3 separate regions of the Sus scrofa genome follow, and regions 1 and 3 are each linked to region 2. The links are chromatin contacts, called in public HiChIP or PLAC-seq maps. All regions are on one chromosome and are shown on one strand. The core of a region is the stretch at or near the end of the contact, and the rest is flanking DNA. Distances in the headings are between cores, read along the strand shown. Region 1 holds the start of ASB15 (ankyrin repeat and SOCS box protein 15). Region 2 holds the start of WASL (neural Wiskott-Aldrich syndrome protein). Region 3 holds the start of IQUB (IQ and ubiquitin-like domain-containing protein).

Region 1 (4,195 bases), core at 324-2,823, 160 kb before region 2:
CTTGAGAGAAGAGTAGGCTTTCGCAAGATCAGGAACCCAATTTGAAACATGTTAAGTTTGTGTTGCTTGCCTGACATCTAAGTGGAGAATGCCCACTAAACAAATGCACAAGATTTTTGTAAAGGGAGAAGTCAATACCTGATATGGAAACACAAGAGTTATCAGTGTATAGGTGGTACTTAAAACGATTAGACTGGGTCCAGACAGCAAGAAGAGCAAATATTAATAGAGACTCAAGAACAAAGTCCTAGAACTCCAACATTTAGAAATTGGGACCTGAGGGATAAACAGAAAAGGAGAAGGCAAAAAGAGTAGAGAAAAAAATATCAGGAGACTGAGGTGACACACAGTAAAGAAAGTGCTTGATAGAGATGGTGGCAAATGAGTCAAATGCTACCACTGGGTCAATTAAGATGAGAAATGTGACCTGAACATTAGATTTAGCAGCATGGCAACCTTGAAAAGAGCAGTTCTGGACAAGCCTAACTGGAGTGCCTTCAAAGTGGAATGAGAGAAACAGGAGACCGTTAAGTACAGATAATTTTTGAGTTACCTGTAAAGGGAAGGAGAGAAATTGATTATTGGAGGAAGGAGAAGGATCATGGGAAATTTTTTGGTTTTGTTTTCGATGGAATCACGTCTGAATAATGACAGGAAAGGCCTACTAGAAGGAAAAACTGATGACAAAAGGGGGCAACGGCTAGAGTGTTAATCTTTGGTAATCAATCGAAAGTGTTCAGAATCTAAGGCACCTAAGAAAAGGTGAGACTGGGGAAAAGGTGGGAAATGGATATATAGATTTGGGAGGACACTCACAAAAGTACAAGTGACGTCACTAGAATGCCAAGGAAAAAGTCAATAAGTGGTTTGAGAAAGAGAGCATAGACAAAAAAAAAAAAGCACCGGATAAATAAGACCACTGTTGTCTCAAGTGCTCACGATGAATGAAATATCCGCTTCTCGTTAACCATTCCCAAGGTCGCAGAGTTAGTCTTCCTTCGAAACTCAGGAATGAAAAGAGGTACATACCTCATGTGGAGTTTCACATACAGCCAATCCCACAAGGCCAGTGGTCTGTGCAAAAAAAAAAAAAGTGAACCATGCTGTTTAATGCAATTCCGTGGGTCCCCAAGCTAAGGAAAAGCAAAATCACCACTGTCCTAAAACTGGCCTAAAACCCGCCACCGATCTCTCAAAGCCGCTTGTTCGGAGTGCGCCTCTGTGATCCGAGGCACTACATTAGTCACGCCTAATGGCAAATCAAAATGAGTCTCCCCCAAAGCACCACCAAGCCCGCGCCAGTTCCAGCCATCAACCGCGAGCTGACTCCATCCGCACAATCTAAATTCCGTCGGTGACCTCCACCCGCCTCACCTTCTTCAGCAACCCCGCCATGACAGCGCCGAGCTGCCTGGACGCGCTGCCCTCTGGGAACCTGGCTCAGACCCGCTCAATCCACCACCGAGGCCGCCTCTCCGTCACCTTGGAAACAGCCTCGGCACACTCCCTGGGGCTCTGCCCCGCCCATTTCTAAAGGGAAAATTGACGCATGCGCAATGAGTGCACCAGAACCTAAACCGGGTGCTCCAGGAAAGGGTTCTGTTAAGATGTCTTAGGTCTGAGGTCCTGTCCCTCTCACGCTGACTGGTTACTCAAAGGGTGAGGAGAGCACTCCAAACTACAAAAAAGCTTCGACAAAGTCTCTCTAGGCACCTGCATTTGACTTAACCTTTGGCGAATTCCTCCCTTCCAAAGCGTAGTCTGCAGTATGAGGAGGGTGGTCGCGGAGTTATCGTCTAAGTAATCTCTTGGGTGCAAAGGTTGGTACAGTATTTTCAGTTTTATGAGCTAGAGCAGAGCCGGAAGACATTTCTTATCACAAGCCTTTTCTCTTTCTTTTCGCTCCCTGAAGTACCTCATCCATTTTCTCATTTTCCTAGGTGAAGTGATACCAGACCATACCATTTTTTTCCACTTGCCTCTACAAACATTTATTGAATACCCATTATGTGTTAGTTTCTGGGACATAATTTGAAAGACAGGATCTCACATCCTGGAATTCACAGAACAATGACGACATGCACAATTTGGTAAGTGTTCCAAAAGAGGTTTGTGCCAAGTGCAATGGTAGTGGGGAAGAGGAAATAATCAAAAGTTGTAGGGTGACTGAAGCTAAAAAGGGAATTTGCTTAAAAAGTCAATGGGAGACCAGCATAACAAATTGAGAAAAAACTGTATTTACATATGAATAGTAAAAGGCAAAACTTAAATAACGTAACAACCACAGAATAGGAGAAGATATTTGCAACCACATATACTTACCAAAAGATAAGCGGTGCCTAAAATACATAAATTAGTAAAATTAGTAAATCCATAAATTAGTAAAAAAACAAACAAACAAACAAAAACCAACCAGAACAGGTCCTTCTGCTTCCATTCTTGCCTCACTCTCTGGAATATATTCAGTGGATTAACATATGTAAAGTGCCTGGTTCAGTGCATGGAACATAGTACCACACAAGTAATTTTTGTTACTAGTTTTTTTATTTTGCTATTGTTATTCTCAACTTTGTAGCTTTTTAGAAGTACTTTGCTCAAAATTTTTCCGTGATTTTTCACTCAAGGTATAAAAGCTGAAGTCCTTACATCTGCCTACAGTGTCCGCATAATTGCTCCCTTGCCCCTCACCTCTCAGACCTAACCTCCATTCCCCTCTCCCTACACAGGTAGCTGCTCTTCTAACCCTTTTCTTGGAAAACCCTTCCACCAGATTGGCACATGACTCACTCTCACCTTTTTCAAATCTTTACACAATATCATCTTCTCAATGTGGTCCGCTCTAGCCATGAGATTTAAAATTGCAAAGCATGGAGTTCTCGTTGTGCCTCAGTGGGTTAAGAGCATGACTAGTATCCATGAGGATGTGGGTTTGATCCCTGGCCTTATTCACTGTTAAGGATCTGGCACTGCTGCGAGCCTCAGAATAAGTTGCAGATGCAGCTTGGATCCCAAGTTGCCATGGCTGTGGCATAGGCTGCTGGCACCTGCAGCTCCAATTGGACCCCTAGCCTGGGAACTTATATATGCCGCAGATGCAGCCCTAAAAAATTAATTAATTAAAGTAAAATAAAATTGCAAATCACCACTGAGTTACTCCTTACCCTTTCTCTGCTTCAGTTTTTTTCATAGCCCTCATCACTTTCTAACATGCTAATTATCTTCTGTTTTTGTTTATCATTCTTTCTAGCATATAAGCCATATGTGGGTGGAAATTTTTTCCTACCATATCTCAAGTGACTGAAATAGTTCCTGGCACATAATAGGCACTCAAGTAATGTATTTTTAGTGAATATAAGAGAATAATAGGCAAAAGAAATAAATAAGCAGTTGATAGAAATGGAAATAGGAGTGGTCAATAAACATGAAAAGGACTCAACTTCCCTAATACACAAGGAAATGCAAATTAATTGTAATATTACTGGCATCTTATGGACAAAAATTAAGGACTGACAATACTAAAAATTAAGGACTGACAGAAGTGTTAGCACCGCTGGTAGGAGTGAATTGGTATAATCACTCTGAGGATAATTTTACAGTAGTTAGTTGAAGATATTCAAAACTATGACAGAGAGCTTTGAGTTGAAGTGTGCCCCCTCAAAAGTTATATGTGGAAGCCCTAACCCCACTACATCAGAATATGACCTTATATGAAAACAGAGTCATGGAAGATATAATTAGTTAAGATAAGGTCATTGGCATGAGCCCTGGTCAGGTATGACTGGTGTCCTTATTAAAGGGGGAAATTTGCACACAAAGAGATGTACCCGGGAAGAACACTCAGCACGGACGAAGGCAAAATTGGGATGATGTTTCTACAAGGCAAGGAACATCAAAGATTTCTAGAAAACCACTAGAACTTAGGGGGGAAGCGTAGAATGGATTCTCTTTCTTAGTCCTTAGAAGAAACCAACGCTGCTGACTCCTTGATCTTGGGCTTCTAGCCTCCAAATGGGTGAGCTAATACTGTTTATGCTATTTAAGCCACTCAGTTTGTGGCACTTTGTTACAGTACTATACATTCACACTAATAGATTAATTTGATCACATGCAACTCTCTTCTCTTAGGATTGCTGCCTTTAGAAACATGAACCATGGGGGTATAATCTTTCCAGTTCAAATAACCCAAGAATTAGGC
Region 2 (4,521 bases), core at 351-2,850:
CATTTAACACTACTAAGAACAGTTGTAAAAAGTACATCTCTGTTGACATTTCCCTTGGTAGTTCCTGGGTTCCAGTGGCACATACTCTGCAGGTGCTCACCAGGAGAGAGGGGAGTAAGGGACCCAAACAGCGTTTCAACAAACTCAATCACGGTTCAACCCAGCCACTGCAGTAAGATGCAGCCTGACAAGGCCTCCACCATAGAGCAGAACCTCCCCACCCCCAGAAGTGCCAGCAGCCAATGTAATGAATGCTTCCGTCAACAACACACATTCCCCTTCCCACAGCAGAACGGCTCGCTCCCAACCCGCCATCTGGGGTTGGAACAGGCCGCACAGCACCAGCCTAAGAACCATTCTCAGACTCCAAAAGGCCAAGAACGGCAGGAGACCGAGATTCCCCTGAGCTTGGTTGCGGGAGAGCAGCATCTCCTACCAATGCAAAAAACGAAACAAGAGGAGAGAGAAACCAGGCCTGGGCTAGACTGCTGGAGAAATAAACCTTGTTCCTCTCCAATGGGGAGCAGTAGTAGTGCTTCCTGCCCTCGTTCTGAACCGATGCACTCGACTTCACTTCTTCCTGAGAACCTCAAGGGAGATTAAAAACCACCTTATGGGTCGTTTCATTCATATTTAGGCTTCAGTCCCCGATCTACATACTCCTGAAACCTTTGGCATTGTGAAAGAAGGTGCCCCCAAATCAGGCCGCAGGAGGATAAACTGGGGCCAGTACAGGGGCCCAACTACTAAGATCAAGCAGGTCCTGCAAGAAAATCCCCTTGAGAGGACTGTTTGTAAAGTTTGAGCCAGCAGCCAGGACACGGACCCGGGCCCGGCCAAGCTGGGCTCCAAGGCAGGCCTGCAGAGGTGACACTTCCCTGTTCCCAGGACAGGTCCGGGAGGTGGCGTCCGGCCGCGCCGGCCCGCACCCAGGAAACCCGGCCAGAGGGGGCCGACACGGAGACAGGGCCGCGAGAGGCCAGGCCTGCAGCCCGATCCTCCCCGCGCCGCTCCCGCCTCCTTCCCCACTCCCACTTCCCGGCCCTCCAGCCCCGGCCCAGGAGGCAAAGTAGGACGCGGCGACACGGATCTCGGCCACTCACCACACATTTCTTGCCGAGGAAGGTGAAGAGGGACTCGTTCTCCTGCGGGGTGAGCAGCAGGGACCCCACGTTGGTGACCCTCCGCGGCGGCGGCGGCTGCTGCGGGCCGGAGCTCATGGTTTCGCCGGCAGGGTTGGGAGGCCAGGGCCGTCTCCTCCGGCGAGTGGGCGAATGCTAGATCCCCTTCTCGGTGACAGGGGCGGGAGGAGGGGAGTCAGAGGCGCAGCATCTCGCAGCTCCTCTGGCACGGGGAGGAGGCCAAGGGAAGGAGGAGCCGTCGGCGGACCGCGCTGAGAAAGGGAAGCTCTCTGCTCCCGCCCGGCCAGGGTCTGGCCGGATGGTCGTTGTCCTTGCACTCCGGCGACTGCGTTAAACTCCCAACTCCTCCTCCAACCCTCCTTCGGCGGCGGCGGCGGCCGCACAATCCAACATGGCAGCGGAGACGGGCGAGACCACAGGACGCAAGACGCGGGGGAGCGCGCCGGAAACGCGCGGCTGCGGGCCGGCCCCCCCTCCCGCCCCCACGCCGCGGCTGGCTTCGCCGCGCCTGCCCGAGGCCACGCCCCCTTCCGCTGGCGGGCGGGCTGAGTTTTCCGACGCGGGGCGACGAGTCGCGCGCGGGCTCTGGCGTCTGGTCTCGCTCCTCTCCTGGTCTTGTTCCTCTCCTGTTCTCCGCGGCAGCTCTAGGAGAGAGAAAACGGCTGGTCTCCGCGGCCCAGCTCTGAGCTCCTCTTCTGCGGACGCACACCTTTGAGAAGCGTCAGCGCAGACCCAGGTCCACCTCCTGAGAATAGCTCTTATTTCTGGGGCGCGGCGGCTGGGCGTTCGCACTGCTTGTCAAAAAGGTTGGAATCTGGAGACGGAAAATAGGAGAAAAGACGCCCTCGTTTGTGCTCCTCGCCGGTTTCTTCAGAGCCGCAGGTGCCCAGGGTTTCTCCAAGTTTGTGCAGACTTCAACAGTGGGAGTGAAGGAACAGGCCTCTCCCAATGTTATGAAAGAGAGACCTTGCTGATTGGATGTTCCCGAAAAAGCAGACGCACTTAGAAGAGATTTCTACTCTGGCTGGTGTGTTTCGTAGGATACACTTATTAGTAACGTTTAAATTCAGACTCTTTTTCTCTGAAGGGTATTCCACACATTTTCCTTCGTTTAGTGAATTGGAAAATATTCCTTTTCCCCTCCTCATCTTTTCTTTCTCTCAAACTCCGAAGACCTCGTTTTCCTTTTATCCAAAATGAATGTGCCCATTTTGGGATGTCCCCAGGAAAATTCATTATCTTGTATATCATTGGAAGTAAATCTTGGGACCTTCAAAAAAAAAAAAATGCCTCAGAATATTGAAAGCTACCTGGGATAACCCCCTTTGTTCAGTAAGTTAAATACTAAACAGCTGTCTTAAGACGGTGTTTTGGAATATGGAAATGATAAGTAATACCCACTGCTGCGATTTATAGAGTAAGCATCCGACTTCTCCACTTTAGAGAAATTAGCATATGTTGCATCAGCTTTACCATCATGTTTGTTTATTATTCAATTTCAATTAAAAAATTACCCATATCAAACTTAAGACATTTATGCCAGATAAAATTTGGTAAAACTATTTGATTAAAACGTTTCTGAAAACTCCCAGTACAAATCTTTGATGTACTAAACAGATTGATAAACTGTTATCGATACATTTTGAGAATATTACTAAAAATTAAAATTTAAGCTGCTCTTAATGAAATTAGCTAAGTAGGAATAAATCTACAAAGGCAAATAAGATCATATAGTCCTAGTAGTCCTTGCATAAAATGTGGATATTTCTAAATTAAACTTGATGAATAATAATGCTAGGGGAAAAGGTGATTTAAATAAAAGCAAGCAGACTTTTTATAAAATAATTAGGTTTAGAAAGGCAATAGTAGAAATGAAAACCAGGAGTTGCCCCTGAATTATAGAGCTAACAAAATAAACTTTGAAGCTAAATCAGTTTGTTGTATAAAAGTGAGGTTCCTGTGAATTAAAGCTTCAGTGACAGTAGAAAATATTACATATTCTTGAGTAGTAGAAATTAGAGCCCTAATATTTTCCAACCTGTGAACCAAAAGAGTTAACAAAAGTAGAGGCTTCAGATAGGCCTCAAATGGAGTTCTTGTTCTGCCATTATACCCTTATGGACTTTGGACAAGTTGCTTTTCTGAGTTTGTTTCCTCTGAAGTAATTTCTGTTTAATAAAGGTGTACAATAAACAGAAGTAATCAAACCTACTTCAAAATTACAAAATTTATAAAGATAGCATGTATAAAGTACCTGATACAGAGTGGTTGCTCAAATACTACTTGTCTGTCATTGACCATCATAGCCTATGGTCTGTTCTGCCTTCCCTTAACTAAGGTGTGAACAAACATTCAGTTGATATGTGTGTTTTTACCTTTGTTCTATTTATATAAGCTTCCTACTTCAAAAACTGTCCTTCATATTCAGAACTCTATATAAATTCTTCAAATATATCATGGTGAATTGGGTCACAATTTCTTTGTTAGAATTTCTAATTAGGCTATATATTATGTCACAGAAGCTGTGTATACCAAAAGTACAAAACTTTTTAAAGCTATAAATCTAGAGACAGAATCATATTAGTTTCTAACTAATAAAACCTGAAAGATAGCAATTTTTAGCCCAGAAATGCCAGCTTTTAAAACTTGCAGAATACAGAATATTTTGAAGATGGGAGAGAGGGACGTGGAAAAGGACTGTGAAAAAAGAGCTGTAAGAGAATAGATGAATGGACGGTAGCTATGGGTTGAGGAAACTGTCCCTGCTAAGACTGGTTGGGTTCCAATCACTTCCTAACCTTTTGTTAGCCTAGACTCTTTTTTGTTTTGTTTTGTTTTTCTTTCAGGAAATTTTATATATATCATCTATTCTAAATGTATATTTCTGACTGTTTGTCCTTGTTCTTTTTTCTTTAGAAATGAAAATGGAAGATTATAACCACCATAGGTTTTTTTTTTTCACAAGTTCAAAATGTTTCTATAACTTTTCCCAAAAATTTTAACTATGATTTTGTTAACAAAATTGCAATTTAAGTTCTTATTTTCTACCCCTTTGTTGTTATTTTTGCTTTTCTCTAGGCTTTCCCCCCCAACATTTGGTTCTTAAAACTTGGAAAATGTAAGCATGAACATTGCATTGGAAATAGGACTTCCTTACTCTCATGAACATGTGAACAAGCAGCATTTGGATATCCCCCCCTTACCATGCATACAAGGATTCTATTTTTCCACATTCATCCTGATACCACGTACCAGCTGTATTTGTTTCAAAAGTTTTAGCAAGTCCCCTTCTTCCATTCTTGATAACATATCCTCTATTTGGCAGAACATAAGACATCTTTCTCTCTGTTTTCTTTGGCAAGTTACTTTCTTATCTCAA
Region 3 (3,957 bases), core at 650-3,149, 180 kb before region 2:
GTATCCAAGAAAACTACATTCACACAAGATCTGCACACGAGTTGATAAAAGCTTCGTTCTTACTCACCAAAAGACCAGAAATAACACAAATATTTCTTAGCTGAGGAATGGATACCCGTACTATGATGCATGCATTCACAAAATGGAATATCACCCCCTCAGTAAAAAGGAATAAGTCACTGCCACACACAACAACATGGGTGAATTTCCAATGAGCTACGCTAAATGAAGAAGCCAATTCTAAAAGCTACATCATGTATGGTTTAATTAAGTGAAAAGGCAAAGCTTTTGGTTCGCAACCTCTGGAATTCCCTGGGTAGAGCTAAAATTGAGCCTGGAACACAGAGCGCAAGGATAACTGAAGAAAGAAGCAGACCCCTCCAAATTGTAGGTGGCAGGTAGCAAGGGTTGTCTTGGGCAGCCTAAAGACAGTAAATCTCAACATCCACCTGCCAAAATCTTAAGAGTTTTGAGACTTTAACTGGGTTCAGTCATATATACAGTTCATATGGTCTCAATAACACATGTCCTGTTTCAGGCACAATGGGAGAAGGGACATTCCAAGGACAGGAAAGGGAAAAGAGTCTTCAGCTGCCCACCTGGGTACTGGGTAAACCAGGGGTCAAGTCCTTTCAAGGACCTCCTCCAAAGAACATACCAGTATGCACAGTGTTACCGGCACAACTACATAATTGTTTATGCATAGAATTTCTCTGGAAGGTGAAGTGGAGGGTGGGGTGGTGGCAGAAGGACATAGGTGGAAAGCAGATTTTCAGTTTTTTGGGGGTTTGTTTGTTTGTTTGTTTGTTTTTGTCTTTTTGCCTTTTCTACGGTCGCTCCTGTGGCATATGGAGGTTCCCAGGCTAGGGGTCCAATCGGAGCTGTAGCTGCCAGGTTAAGCCACAGCCACAGGAACGCCAGATCCGAGCCCCTCTGCAAACTACACCACAGCTCACGGCAATGCCGGAACCTTAACCCACTGAGCTAGGCTAGCGATCGAACCGCAACCTCACGGTTCCTAGTCAGACTCCTTAACTACTGAGCCACGACGCGAACTCCCATTCTTTTTTTTTTTTTTTTTAATCATTTTTAATGTATTATTCAAGTGTAAATGTTATAATCTTTAAAAAGTTGTTTAAAAAGGAAAAACACTACGATGATTGCAGAACGTGCCTCTTTGACCTAAAATACATAATTTCGTTCATATATATATATACATACATATATATGTACAGAATATTAGTGTAAGTAGAAAGGCAGGGATCCAGTTTTGCCTTCCATCAAATAGCCCTCTTGAGTTTTTAAGTTTTTTAAGAGCCACAGCGAAGCCCGTGAGAGGAACGTCTGAGAGCGCTATTTTCTCAAGACTGAAAACGGTCACTACGAGAGGGTAAACATTTTCAAATGCCAGATCTGGGTCACACAAACGTCTTGCTTCTATATTATTAACCGTGATAAGCACTCGGGTGTGAGGTGAGGTACACATCCTAGCTTGGTGCTTCTGCTTCCGAATCCCAAATAAGAGATTTGGAGGCAGAAAAGTGACCAAGAAAGATGCTTTGCAGTTTTTTAGAGACAGCTGGAACATTCTAGAGAAGAAAAACAACGCCCAGAGCCCCGGCGGCTTCGGCGCCCTGCACAGAACCCAGGGCGTTTGCCACCGCCTCAAGGTCGGTCTGGGGGGTCGCGCCAGTAGAGGGCAGCCAGAACCTGTCCTCCTACCTGACTAATAAGTGCAGGGGTTTTTTTGGTGGAAGCGGTTTCTCAGGCTCCTAGACAGCAGAGTCCACACTTGCCGAATTCTCTGTTATCCGTCGTATCCTAGGAACGGCCCTGGCACCCCTCCCACCAGGGCACAGCTCCCGCGAGAAGAGGCGGTGCCCGCGCTGGCGCAGGGGACGGAGAGACTGGAGGGGCGGTTGGGAAGGGGCGGGACGGGGAGACGGGGCGGAGCCAAGGGGCGAGGAGGGGCGGAGCCAAGGGGCGAGGAGGGGCGGAGCCAAGGGGCGAAGAGGGGCGGAGCCAAGGGGCGAGGAGGGGCGGAGAGACGCGCCGAGGGAGGGAGGGAAGCTGTTACCTAGGCATTGCTTGGGTCGAAAGGTGATTCTGACCATAACCACTCTCTAAGATGTTCTTTACCCTTGTGAAATGGCACTGTTGTCCAAACCAAACAATTTGCCCTCATGGATATAAAAAGTCAGGGTTAGAGAAAATGTAATTATGAAGTGGTAGCGAAGACCTTGACAAAGGAAAAAACAGTTGTACAACTGTGTAGCTGGCTACCCGCTTTTGTTAAATTTGGAACTTGACTCTTAGCTTCCTGACAGCCAAAGAGAAAAGGGAGAGAGGAACTAGTCTTTTCTTTTTTTTTTTTTTTACCGGCTGCTCCGGTGGCATATAGAGGTTCCCAGCCTAGGGGTGAATAGGAGCTGTAGCAGCTGGCCTATGCCACAGCCACAGCAAAGCGACCTACACCACAGCTCATGGCAGCACAGGATCCTTAACCCAATGAGCAAGGCCATAGATGGAACTAGCATCCAGGGATGCTAGTCAGATTCATTATCTGCGGAGCCACGGTGGGAACGCCAAGAGAGAGAAACTATTAAATAATAACCCTTTTAAATCAGGAGAAGCAAGGCTTTGTTAATCATTGAATTACAAAGTGTTTCTTTTTTCCTCACATCACTGTAAATTAAAAAGATTTTTAAAGCACCCATTATTAGGGGAAAGGATCAATTACGTTCCTATTACAAATGCAGTAACAAAATTCATGTGGCTTTGTAATAATGGCTAACATTTATTAAATATCATTTGTTACTAAGGACTTTACATATATTTCTCATTAATTTTTTTTTCTTTTATGCCTGCATCTGTGGCATATGGAAGTTCTTGGGCTAAGTGTCAAATCAGAGCTGCAGCTGCCAGCATACACCACACCCACAGCAACACTGGATCCAAGCCACATCTGCAACCTACATCACAGCTCACTCACTGCAACTCAGGATCCTTAACCCACTGAGCAAGGCCAGTGATCAAAACCACATCCTCATGGATACTATTTTGGGATTTTAATCCACTAAGCCATAATAGGAACTCTTTTAATTTTTACAATTTCATTAAGGAAGGACTGTGAGCAGCTTCCTTCTACTAATGAGGAAACCAAGGCCTGGAGAAGTTTAGTGGGGGAGCCAGAAATAAACCAAGCAGTGTGACTCCACAGCCTCCATTTTTAAACCACTATTCTATGCTACCTTTGACTTAATACCATTTAATCATAAAAGATATGATTAAGTTATAAAATTAAAATTTGTGTTATAAAAATACTGCTCCATTCTTCCATCATAATGTTCGATGCCATCATTCTTTTACACCATTCTGTTGAAATTGCATTCTCCTCTCTCGAATAACTTCCTAATATCCGATGTCATTTTTTCAGTCATTATCTCATTTTAAGATAGATATTCTTTACTAGAAAAATATAAAATATGTATTTTATTATCAGATAAAATTGGGTTTATTCATGGTTTTTAATGAAGCCAAATGCATTTAAATCACATTATGAATCCACTTATTCATGAAGAGCAGAGCAAAGAGCATTCAGATAAAGGAAGGACTGTGACCAGCTTCCTTTTACTAATGAGGAAACCAAGGCCTGGAGAAGTTTAGTGGGGGAGCCAGAAATAAACCAAGCGGTCTGACTCCATTAGCCTCCTTTATGCTTGTCTTTCATAGTAACGCAGGTGTGATTGGAAGCATGCAGTCTTCTCCCCAGCACGCCTCCACTGCCACCCCCCAAATCATAATGTATCTTAAATTTTACTAGTAATAACAATTTCATTGGTTTTAAACACTTACCTTTCTGGGTCTCCCGTTTAAAACTTACCATTCACTGTCCTCTATGTGAGGGACAGTATAAGAAACTAGGTTTAGGGATAGAGGCAGGAGACAGAGGGAAGA

What was found. HiChIP or PLAC-seq counts read pairs in DNA pulled down with a chosen protein or histone mark.
Region 1: an H3K27ac HiChIP or PLAC-seq map of skeletal muscle shows a contact between it and region 2, with 4 times the contacts expected there. The contact joins the promoter of ASB15 here to the promoter of WASL in region 2. A contact is called at or near these places in 1 of 5 promoter capture datasets (fetal liver), 2 of 47 Hi-C or Micro-C datasets (heart right ventricle and subcutaneous adipose tissue) and 2 of 2 datasets of contacts at active chromatin or transcription factors (alveolar macrophages and skeletal muscle).
Region 3: a contact with region 2 is called in an H3K27ac HiChIP or PLAC-seq map of skeletal muscle, with 3 times the contacts expected there. The contact joins the promoter of IQUB here to the promoter of WASL in region 2. A contact is called at or near these places in 1 of 5 promoter capture datasets (fetal liver) and 2 of 2 datasets of contacts at active chromatin or transcription factors (alveolar macrophages and skeletal muscle).

What each region holds. Positions count from the first base shown.
Region 1 is chr18:23,879,172-23,883,366 of Sscrofa11.1, reverse strand. ASB15 (ankyrin repeat and SOCS box protein 15) reads left to right here and starts at 1,573. Exons shown (of 13, transcript XM_021079195.1): 1 at 1,573-1,820; 2 at 1,941-2,090. NDUFA5 (NADH dehydrogenase [ubiquinone] 1 alpha subcomplex subunit 5) reads right to left here and starts at 1,495. Exons shown (of 5, transcript XM_003134727.3): 1 at 1,375-1,495; 2 at 1,030-1,074. The coding sequence starts at 1,395.
Region 2 is chr18:23,719,267-23,723,787 of Sscrofa11.1, reverse strand. WASL (neural Wiskott-Aldrich syndrome protein) reads right to left here and starts at 1,600. Exons shown (of 11, transcript XM_003134725.5): 1 at 1,104-1,600. The coding sequence starts at 1,220. It overlaps LOC110257596 (a long non-coding RNA gene), which reads left to right and starts at 2,031. Exons shown (of 4, transcript XR_002340435.1): 1 at 2,031-2,169.
Region 3 is chr18:23,900,897-23,904,853 of Sscrofa11.1, reverse strand. IQUB (IQ and ubiquitin-like domain-containing protein) reads right to left here and starts at 1,899. Exons shown (of 13, transcript XM_005673215.3): 1 at 1,723-1,899.